3 separate regions of the Sus scrofa genome follow, and all the other regions are linked to region 2. Evidence: chromatin contacts called from public Hi-C and HiChIP or PLAC-seq data. All regions are on one chromosome and are shown on one strand. The core of a region is the stretch at or near the end of the contact, and the rest is flanking DNA. Distances in the headings are between cores, read along the strand shown. Region 1 holds the start of LYSMD1 (LysM domain containing 1). Region 2 holds the start of APH1A (aph-1 homolog A, gamma-secretase subunit). Region 3 holds the start of CERS2 (ceramide synthase 2).

What was found. A called contact is a pair of places that touch in the nucleus more often than the background predicts. HiChIP or PLAC-seq counts read pairs in DNA pulled down with a chosen protein or histone mark.
Region 1: a Hi-C map of heart right ventricle shows a contact between it and region 2, with 4 times the contacts expected there. The contact joins the promoter of LYSMD1 here to the promoter of APH1A in region 2. A contact is called at or near these places in 1 of 5 promoter capture datasets (fetal liver) and 1 of 47 Hi-C or Micro-C datasets (heart right ventricle).
Region 3: a contact with region 2 is called in an H3K27ac HiChIP or PLAC-seq map of alveolar macrophages. The contact joins the promoter of CERS2 here to the promoter of APH1A in region 2. A contact is called at or near these places in 2 of 5 promoter capture datasets (fetal skeletal muscle and liver) and 2 of 2 datasets of contacts at active chromatin or transcription factors (alveolar macrophages and skeletal muscle).

The regions. Positions count from the first base shown.
Region 1 is chr4:98,081,112-98,083,811 of Sscrofa11.1, forward strand. LYSMD1 (LysM domain containing 1) reads left to right here and starts at 1,440. Exons shown (of 3, transcript NM_001243501.1): 1 at 1,440-2,215. The coding sequence starts at 2,036. SCNM1 (sodium channel modifier 1) reads right to left here and starts at 1,263. Exons shown (of 7, transcript XM_001929657.4): 1 at 1,094-1,263; 2 at 756-826; 3 at 427-515; 4 at 232-329; 5 at 35-123. The coding sequence starts at 1,144.
Region 2 is chr4:98,816,329-98,819,055 of Sscrofa11.1, forward strand. It overlaps APH1A (aph-1 homolog A, gamma-secretase subunit), which reads left to right and starts at 1,258. Exons shown (of 6, transcript NM_001244487.1): 1 at 1,258-1,611; 2 at 2,170-2,340; 3 at 2,508-2,581. The coding sequence starts at 1,499.
Region 3 is chr4:98,249,459-98,252,158 of Sscrofa11.1, forward strand. CERS2 (ceramide synthase 2) reads left to right here and starts at 1,315. Exons shown (of 11, transcript XM_005663490.3): 1 at 1,315-1,467.

The DNA.
Region 1 (2,700 bases), core at 190-2,689, 740 kb before region 2:
TCCTCCCTACTTCTGGATTACCCACCCCACAGACCTGTTCTTTCGGCGGCAGCAACTGTTATAGTGAGGAGCTCTGTGCAGAGCACTCTGGGTAATAAGTCGAGTCTGGGTTAACAGAGGAGCCTGGCATGGAGATGGGAGACAAAGTCAGAACCTTCAGAGCTAGAAAGAATCCAGAGCCTTCAAGCCTAAGGTGTGCAGCCTGGAACACACCCTCCCCTCTCTGATTACCTCTGCTTTGGTCTCTTCTCTCCTCAATTCATTCTGTTGTCTTGGATTTGGCTCCAGGCCCTTTCCTGGGTGCTTCTTGCCATAGAAAAGCTGCAGGCCTCAGGAGAAAGGGAAAGAGAATTAAAAGGAGGGCACCCAGAGTGAATAAACCCTTTAAGGGTTTATTCTCTATGCTCTGTCTTCCCACAAACTTACTGGACAGATGTTTCTTGCCTGCACGGTGGGCAGTCAACATGGCCAGGGTGTCCAGTACCGGTCGGTGAGGACAGATGGCACAAGCAAAGCTAGAGAGGAGGAGAGAAGATAATTGGTTCCTGGGGAGTGGAGTCTCTGCCATAGGTTCCACCACAGCCTAGAACTCCTTTCCAAAGCCCAAATCCCAAGTCTCCCAGTCTCCACCACCAACATCCCTGTTACTCACTCCCCGCCAAAGATTCCTTGTTCTTTCCAATCTGCTTAATAACAAAAGTTTGTTGAGCCTCTAACCGCAGAACCCCCAGGCTTGATCCACTCCTAGTCCTCACCGTCCATCCCGTAGCATCAACGCCTCATCCTCTGGGATGTAACTCGCCAGCAGGTCCCCGACTCTCCGTTTCTGCAGGGAACAAGGGAAGAAATGAGGACGGGGTCAGCTGGATATGAGGGAGGAACAAAAAGGAAATGACAAGGACGAGGACTCAAAGGGAATAAAGGCCACAAGAAGGGTAGAGATCTGGGCTGAAGAAGGGGTGTCGGCCCAGTTCCAATCGTCTGGCTTCCTCCGCCCCCCTCCCCCGAGTTGTTGCCACAGCAACAAAACAGCTCCCTCACAGCCTTCAGACGGCAACTGAAGCTGCTCCAGATGCTCTCCTCTCGCGCTTACTTTGAGCACATTGAGTTGACTCCAATCGTCCCCTTCCCTCTTGAAAGACATCACGACTGTGAGAGCCCCAGAAATATAAGTTTTATCGCGCCGCGTTCGCCACTCCTTTCAGGCCACCGTAGCAAGAGTGGGACGTCTCCTTTCTTTCCTGTCTCTTTCCGGTTGGCCCCCTTACTTCCGGGATGCGCTTCCACGCATGCGCCGCGCGATCCCGAAAACCCGCCTCTAGCCCATAGAGGGGACTGCATTTCCTATGGTGCTCTGCGACCCCGCCGGCGCGGAGCCTTTTGGGAAATGAAGTCTTTTTTCAAAGAGCTTGCCGCCCTGCCCGATTCAGGCCCTTGCATCTTGGCAGATTAGAGGCGTTTGGAGAAAGAGGAACCTAGCTGTGGATCCCGAGTTTGAGAGTGTGACTGATTTGATGCGGAGCGTACCTTTGAGGATCTCTCAGGGGAAAGTGTGCTACAGATTCTCGCGGTCATCACGCCCTTCGCCTGAGGCCACAGCCCACCTGGAGTGGGCCTGATTAGTTCCCGACCCTAGCGACCAAGCCCGGGACGCGCGGAATCGGGGTTGGGGGCTGGGAGGTCTGGCGGACCGACCTGGGGGCAAACTCTGTAGTGTAGAGGAGGGTGTCTAGTGGTCAAAGGTCAGAGGTCAATGTCGCGAGTTGTGGGGGATCGAAAGTCGGAGGGGTACTAAGGAGAAACTCAGGTAGGGACTGAACAGTCAGGTTACAGGTTTGTGGGAAAAGGCCTTGGAAGGCGGGGAAGCCAGGAGTCAGAGGTCGCCTAGTGGGGGGAAGGCGGAGAGACTTAGGAGAGAACACAGAAAGGGAAAGGAATCCTCCAGATTTTCATTCCCAGACCCCGGGCCTGTCACTATCGGTCACTTGGCCGGGCCTCCCGCAGTTGCAACTCCAGTTGTCCGCAGGGTGAGGAGATGGCCTCTCCCTCTAGACAGGCCCCCCTCGGGGGGTCAGGACTGCTTCAAGGGAGCCGGGCTCGTTCTTATGGAAGCCTTGTGCAGTCTGCCTGCTCCCCGGTGAGGGAAAGACGCCTGGAGCATCAGTTGGCGCCCGGAGACACCCTGGCTGGACTAGCACTCAAATACGGGGTGACGGTGAGTCTTCCAGGATTGGGACGCAGACACTCAGAAAAGATTTATTCCTCATGAGGATATAGTGGCCCTCTGGGCAACTTCACCTGAAATTTTCCTAATTGTGTCTAAATTAGTTAATTGTGATAAATTAATTGACAAGGGTCCCATCTCGTGTTGCACTGTCTGGTTGAGACAAATCCTGTCTCAATATCCCGGTGGAGGTGAGCAGCTCTTATTTATTATACCAGTCACTATACTAAAGACTTTACATCCATTAGCGCATCTGATCGTCACATCCCTATCAAGCATACAATTATTATACCCTTTTTATAGGTGAAGAAACTGAGACTTAGATTGGTTAACCAATTTGACCAAGGTCAAATAACTAGTAAGTGCTGGAGTGAATATTCAAACAAATCTATCTTACTCCAAAGCCCATACCCTTTTGTTTTATTTTGTTTTGGCCAGGGATTGGCCAGGAAGTTCCTGGGCTAGGTATTGAACCC
Region 2 (2,727 bases), core at 8-2,507:
TATGAGCCAGGTACCATGCAAGCCTCTGTGGAACCACCCATAAATAAGATAGGTTTGACACCTGTTTTTAAGTCAGAAGATGCTGCGGGAACAGCTCAAAGGAGAGATAAGAGTTGTCTTATCCCTATTTCTTCTGGCCTGCTAGGCCCAGAAGCAAGACAAAAGAGTCTTGAGCACTAGCCAGGATGCTCCCACCCTCTCAACCTTATTGAGAGAGGATTTGCATGATGACATCCCATGTATATCTATATAATCTATTCCTTTAGCTCCTTTCCAGAATTTCCCAGAAAAATGTAAAACTCTTATGTGGATGTACATATATGCGTTGCCATAAATCATTTCCAGGAAGGAAAGGAAGCCTGGCTCTCTTTGAACAATTTCTATAGTTTTTTATTACTGTCTCAACAATATTTCACTTTCCCATCCTAGCACTTTTGCCTAAACTTCCTCCTAAGGATTAACCCCATCCCCACTTCAAATGATCTTATAATACCTCTTCCCCTACTTTCTTTCATTCTAATATGCATCTCCTGCCCCTTCCCTTCCCCCAGCCTGAGGAAAAGACACCACTGAGGTTCATTTTCAGAAAAATAAATAGAGGAAGTATGACATAAAAGGAACTGAGTAACTGGCAAAGTGTGGTGGTGGTGTCATTTTCCTTCAACTCCATCCCTCTAATTGTTTTTTACAAACAATTTTAACTCCCAATTTTAACTAAAAATCCCCTTTCTTATCATTGCTCTCCAGGCTTCTTTTGCTTCTGATTTTCTTGTCATTACAGATGAAAGATTCATTAGCGATACACTGAATTACATGTTCCTATACTAGCCCGTTCAAAGAGCTCCTACTTTTAAGTCTAACCTTCATCTCTTAGGCAGTAGCTCTAGCCCATTTCCTCTCATTCAAGTAAGAACAATACCCGTCCCTATCTCCCTGCACCCTCTATCCTGTGCTTTCTTTACATCTGTCCTTTAGCTTCCAACAGGATCTTCCCCCCTCTGCAGCTCTTCAAAGAGAGGTAGGATTGCTACCACCCTTCCCCACAAAATAACGAAATCACGAAAGCGACCAGGACCGAGCTGAACCGAGGAACCCCCAGGTCCAGCCCACTGGTTTAACCCGCCGGAACCACTCCCAGGGCCGAGGTCCAGGGCTAGGAGGGCAGGACTACAAGTCCCGGCAGGTAGTGCGGCCACGCGTCCACCCCCGCAGCTCCGCCTCCGCGGATTCTCCATTGGCCTCCAGGGGGTGGGGATTAGATGGGAGGTGGCCATGGGGCTGCGGATGGGGTTTGTCCCCTTTTCGGCTTCCGTAGAGGAAGTCGCGGGGACCTGCATCTGGGGTTTCGGTGCCCCCCCCTTCCCGGGGGTCCGGGGGTGACATTGCACCGCGCCCCTTACGGGGTCGCGTCGCCAACGAACGCGGACACTCTAGTTGGCGTGCTCCTCCCCTTCGCCTCTCTTAGCCAGGCCTCCACCCCGCCCCCAGCTGCCCAGCCATGGGGGCCGCAGTGTTTTTTGGATGCACTTTCGTCGCTTTCGGTCCAGCCTTTGCGCTTTTCTTGATCACTGTGGCCGGAGACCCGCTTCGTGTCATCATCCTAGTCGCTGGGTGAGTTAGGGGGCTGGGGAGACGCGGGAGGACGCCGGAGAGAGAGATCCGAAAGGGGCTTGAGGAACTGGGGCGAGGCTGGGAGCCTGAGTTGGGGGAAGACAAGTCGGAGGTGAAGATTGAAGAGGGTCGAGTCAGGGGCCTTGGTGATTTGCCCTTTCCCGCAGTTGGTTTCCGCCTTCCAGGGATCGCAGAGATTCCTCCTATACTCCTCCCGGCGACGTCAGAGGAGGCCCAAGGCCAGGACTCGTGAGGGGGCTGTGCTGACTTCGGCCGGCCCTAAGGGAGTATCCAGGAATGGATACCTCGCCCTTCTGTGTGCCTACACCTTGGCTCTCAACGTTTTGAAGACTCTTTAATGAGATTTCTACCCCTTCCCTGCGCTAGATCCCTACAAACTCCCTTGGTGGAGACACCTATCCAGTCTCCTCACTGTCTCCCTGACCATCCGGAAGTGTAACTTCCACTTTTTATACTACAGCCTTGGTTGGCTCCCCTCTTTGATTTGTCTGGGTGCCCCCTGCCCTTGCCTGCCTGATTGCCCTTGTCTTTCCTCAGGGCATTTTTCTGGCTGGTCTCCTTGCTCTTGGCCTCTGTAGTCTGGTTCATCTTGGTCCATGTGACCGACCGGTCAGATGCCCGGCTCCAGTATGGCCTCCTGATTTTTGGTGCTGCAGTTTCTGTCCTTCTACAGGAGGTGTTCCGCTTTGCCTACTACAAGCTGCTTAAGTAAGAAGATGGGATGGTATGGAGGGGAGAAGGGCAGAGGATTGAACTCTAAGTGGGGCAGCCCTGGGTGGTGGTTTGGATGAGGAGGCACCAAGGGAAGACATTTAGAGGGAAAGGAGATTCCTGCCCTCCCTCATGTTTCCCCTACCCCACCCACCCCACCCCAGGAAGGCAGATGAGGGGTTAGCATCGCTGAGTGAGGACGGAAGATCACCCATCTCCATCCGGCAGATGGCCTATGGTGAGCCAAGGGAGAGGGATTGGAGGAGGGAGTGGATACCCTTCTCTCCGAGGGAAGTCTCTACACATCCACATGTCCTAAGTGACTTCTTGTTTTTCTCCATACTTGACTTCCAAGGAGAGGTGGTCTGGAGGGAGAGTAGGTGT
Region 3 (2,700 bases), core at 65-2,564, 570 kb before region 2:
AAGAGGAGACACTGGAACCCTGCTGGAAAAGGGAATCTGGGGAAGGCACGTAAGAAAGGTAGAGAGAGGAGTTTCCATTGTGGCACAGTGGTTAACGAATCAACTAGGAATCATGAGGTTGCGGGTTCGATCCCTGCCCTTGCTCAGTGGGTTAAGGATCCGGCGTTGCCGTGAGCTGTGATGTAGGTTGCAGACTCAGCTCGGATCCTGTGTGGCTGTGGTGTAGGCCGGTGGCTACAGCTCCGATTAGACCCCTAGCCTGGGAACCTCCATATGCCATGGGAGTGGCCCTAGAAAAGGCAAAAAAAAAAAAAAAAAAAAAAAAAAAAAAAAGGTAGAGGGAGGAGGTCCTCCTGGGGCTCAGTGGGATCAGTGGCATTTTGGGAGCACTGGCACGCAAGCACAGTGGGCTAAGGATCCAGTGTTGTGACAGCTACAACTGCAGGTTGGATGTGACCTCTGGATATGTTGGATATGCCACAGGGCGGCCAAAAAAGGGGGGAGAAAAGGTAGAGGGAACCGTGGAATTGGGAGATTGAGGGAGGGGCAGTAACAGTAGGGAAGGGGTAGCCGGATATGGTATGCTAATATGATATGCTATTAAAGGAGTTTAGCCTGGGGCAAAGGAATAAAGGGCTAGAGTGGTTGTTGGGAACTGGAAAACCGGGCTAAAGAAGGCTGAAGAGTCCAGGGAATGGACCAACAGGTCTGAATTCCCTAGTGGTAGGTTGGCATGGGCTGGGGCCTCTCACCGCAAAGAGCAAAGGAAATGTTTGGAGGTCAGCTTCTGCCTCCTTCTCCAGAAAGAGCCTTAAGCAAGGGTCTCAAACTGGATTAGTGAGGTCATACATTCTTTCTTAACAGAACTGTCAAAGCCCCTGAACTTGACTAGATAAACTTTGAAACCAGCCACTGTCAGAGGTTCTAATTGTGACAGTATAAAAAGCACCATTTCATTACCGTAAAGAATTCAATTACCTCTACTTAGGGGGCCCTCTCTAAACAAACCCTTAGACACATTTTGGTCACACTCTGTCCTCTGTACGAATCAAGGCCAATTTTGTAGGATAAACATTTTGCATCTTCCTGAAACATTGCTTTTACCAGACTAAGGGAAAAACATTTTACAATATGAATTTAAATACGGATAAACGTGGTCTAGATGGCAAACTCGAACGCATTTTACATTAAAAAGTTGGAGGTTGGCTCCTTCAGAGTCTACTACAGGAGGGTATGTGTACCACTGCGGGTAGGTTTTAAACAGCACTGGGTGGAAACGCTGTGGGTTTTACGGCGGGCTGGGGCGGGGGACGCCCTAGGGGTAGCGGGCTCCGCGCTGGAAGGACAGCGGAATCTCGAGGGCCCGCTGCCTGGGTCGGCCTTGGCGAGGCGCTCGGCCTCGGCGCGCGGCACTTGGAAAGGACTCTCAGGGGCTGCGCCCCCTCCTGCCTCCCAGTAGGGCTGGAGGTGAGAAGTGTGGCAGTCGGTCGCGCAGAGGGAACCGGGGGCTGCAGCCGGGTGCAGGTCGGGGACCGCAGTTGGGGGTGGCCGGGGTGGGGTGGGGCAGGGGCAATACCGCTCTGCGGTCCCCGGTCTGTCCCGCGGTTCCCCAGGGCTACATCTAACCTTTAACGGAGAGACAAGGGGCTGGGAGAGAACCCACACTGCCTGCCCTCATCGGGGGGCTTCTCCCTCGATGCCAGGATGCCAGTGGGCGCGGCTGCAGAACCCGCGCCGCAAGGGCTCGGGTCCCCGGGCCGGGAAGGGGGCGGCGGCAGGCGGCGGGGGCTGGGCGCGGCTGCCCCGCGCGGAGGCCCGGGCCCCTCCGCCCGCCCTTCTCTCCCTTTCCGTCGCCGGGCCGCAGGCCCACGCCCAGTCTCCCGGCTCCTGTGTTGCTCGCGGCCTTTCTTTCCCGGGCTGGCTGGCTGGGCTCGCACTCAGCTCGGCTGGGCTCGGCGGGCGGCGGGCGGAGGAGGAAGGAGGGAGGGAGCGAGCGGGCAGGCGGGCGGGCGGAAGGGGGAGGAGAGGAGCGAGCGGAGCCAGTTCGGAGGGGGCCCGGAGCTCGGACGAGAAGAGAGACGGAGCAGCGGCTCCCGGCCGGGCCAGCTCCGCGACGCCGCCGCCGCCGCCGCCGAGTGAGTCGGGACCCCAGCCCGGGAGCCCGAGGCGCCGCGCGCAGGGGTGGGGCGGGACGAGGCCCGGAAAAGTTGCGAGAACTGGGGGCCGCGCGGACGCGGCTCGGCGGACTGGGCCCGGTGGGGAAGGGAGCGGGCTGAGGAGGGCAGAGGGGCCCGGGGGCACACCCTCGGGCGGCCGGGCGCGGGGCGCCGCCGCGGGCTCGGGGCCTCTGCCCGGCGCGCTCATGGCGGCCGGCCTGGGGAGGGCGGGCCGGAGCGCCTCGCGGGAGCGGCCGGGCCCCCAGCGCCGCCCGAGGGCAGACTGGCCGGGCGCCTGGGCGCGCCGCCCGGAGCCCGGAGGAGCCCTCCTGGGCAACAGGTATGGAACAGGAGGTGGGGCCGCGGGGCCGCTAGCGGACGGCGGAGCCCCTTTGTTGGAAAGTAGAGAAGCCCGGGGATCACTTGCGCGAGAGCCCTCTGCCTGGCAGCCGGCCCGCGCGGCGTGGCCCCTGCCTGGCTCTGACGGCCCCATGGCTAGAGTGGGAGGAGGGCGGAGGGTCTTGCTGTTCTTTCTTACCCGCCT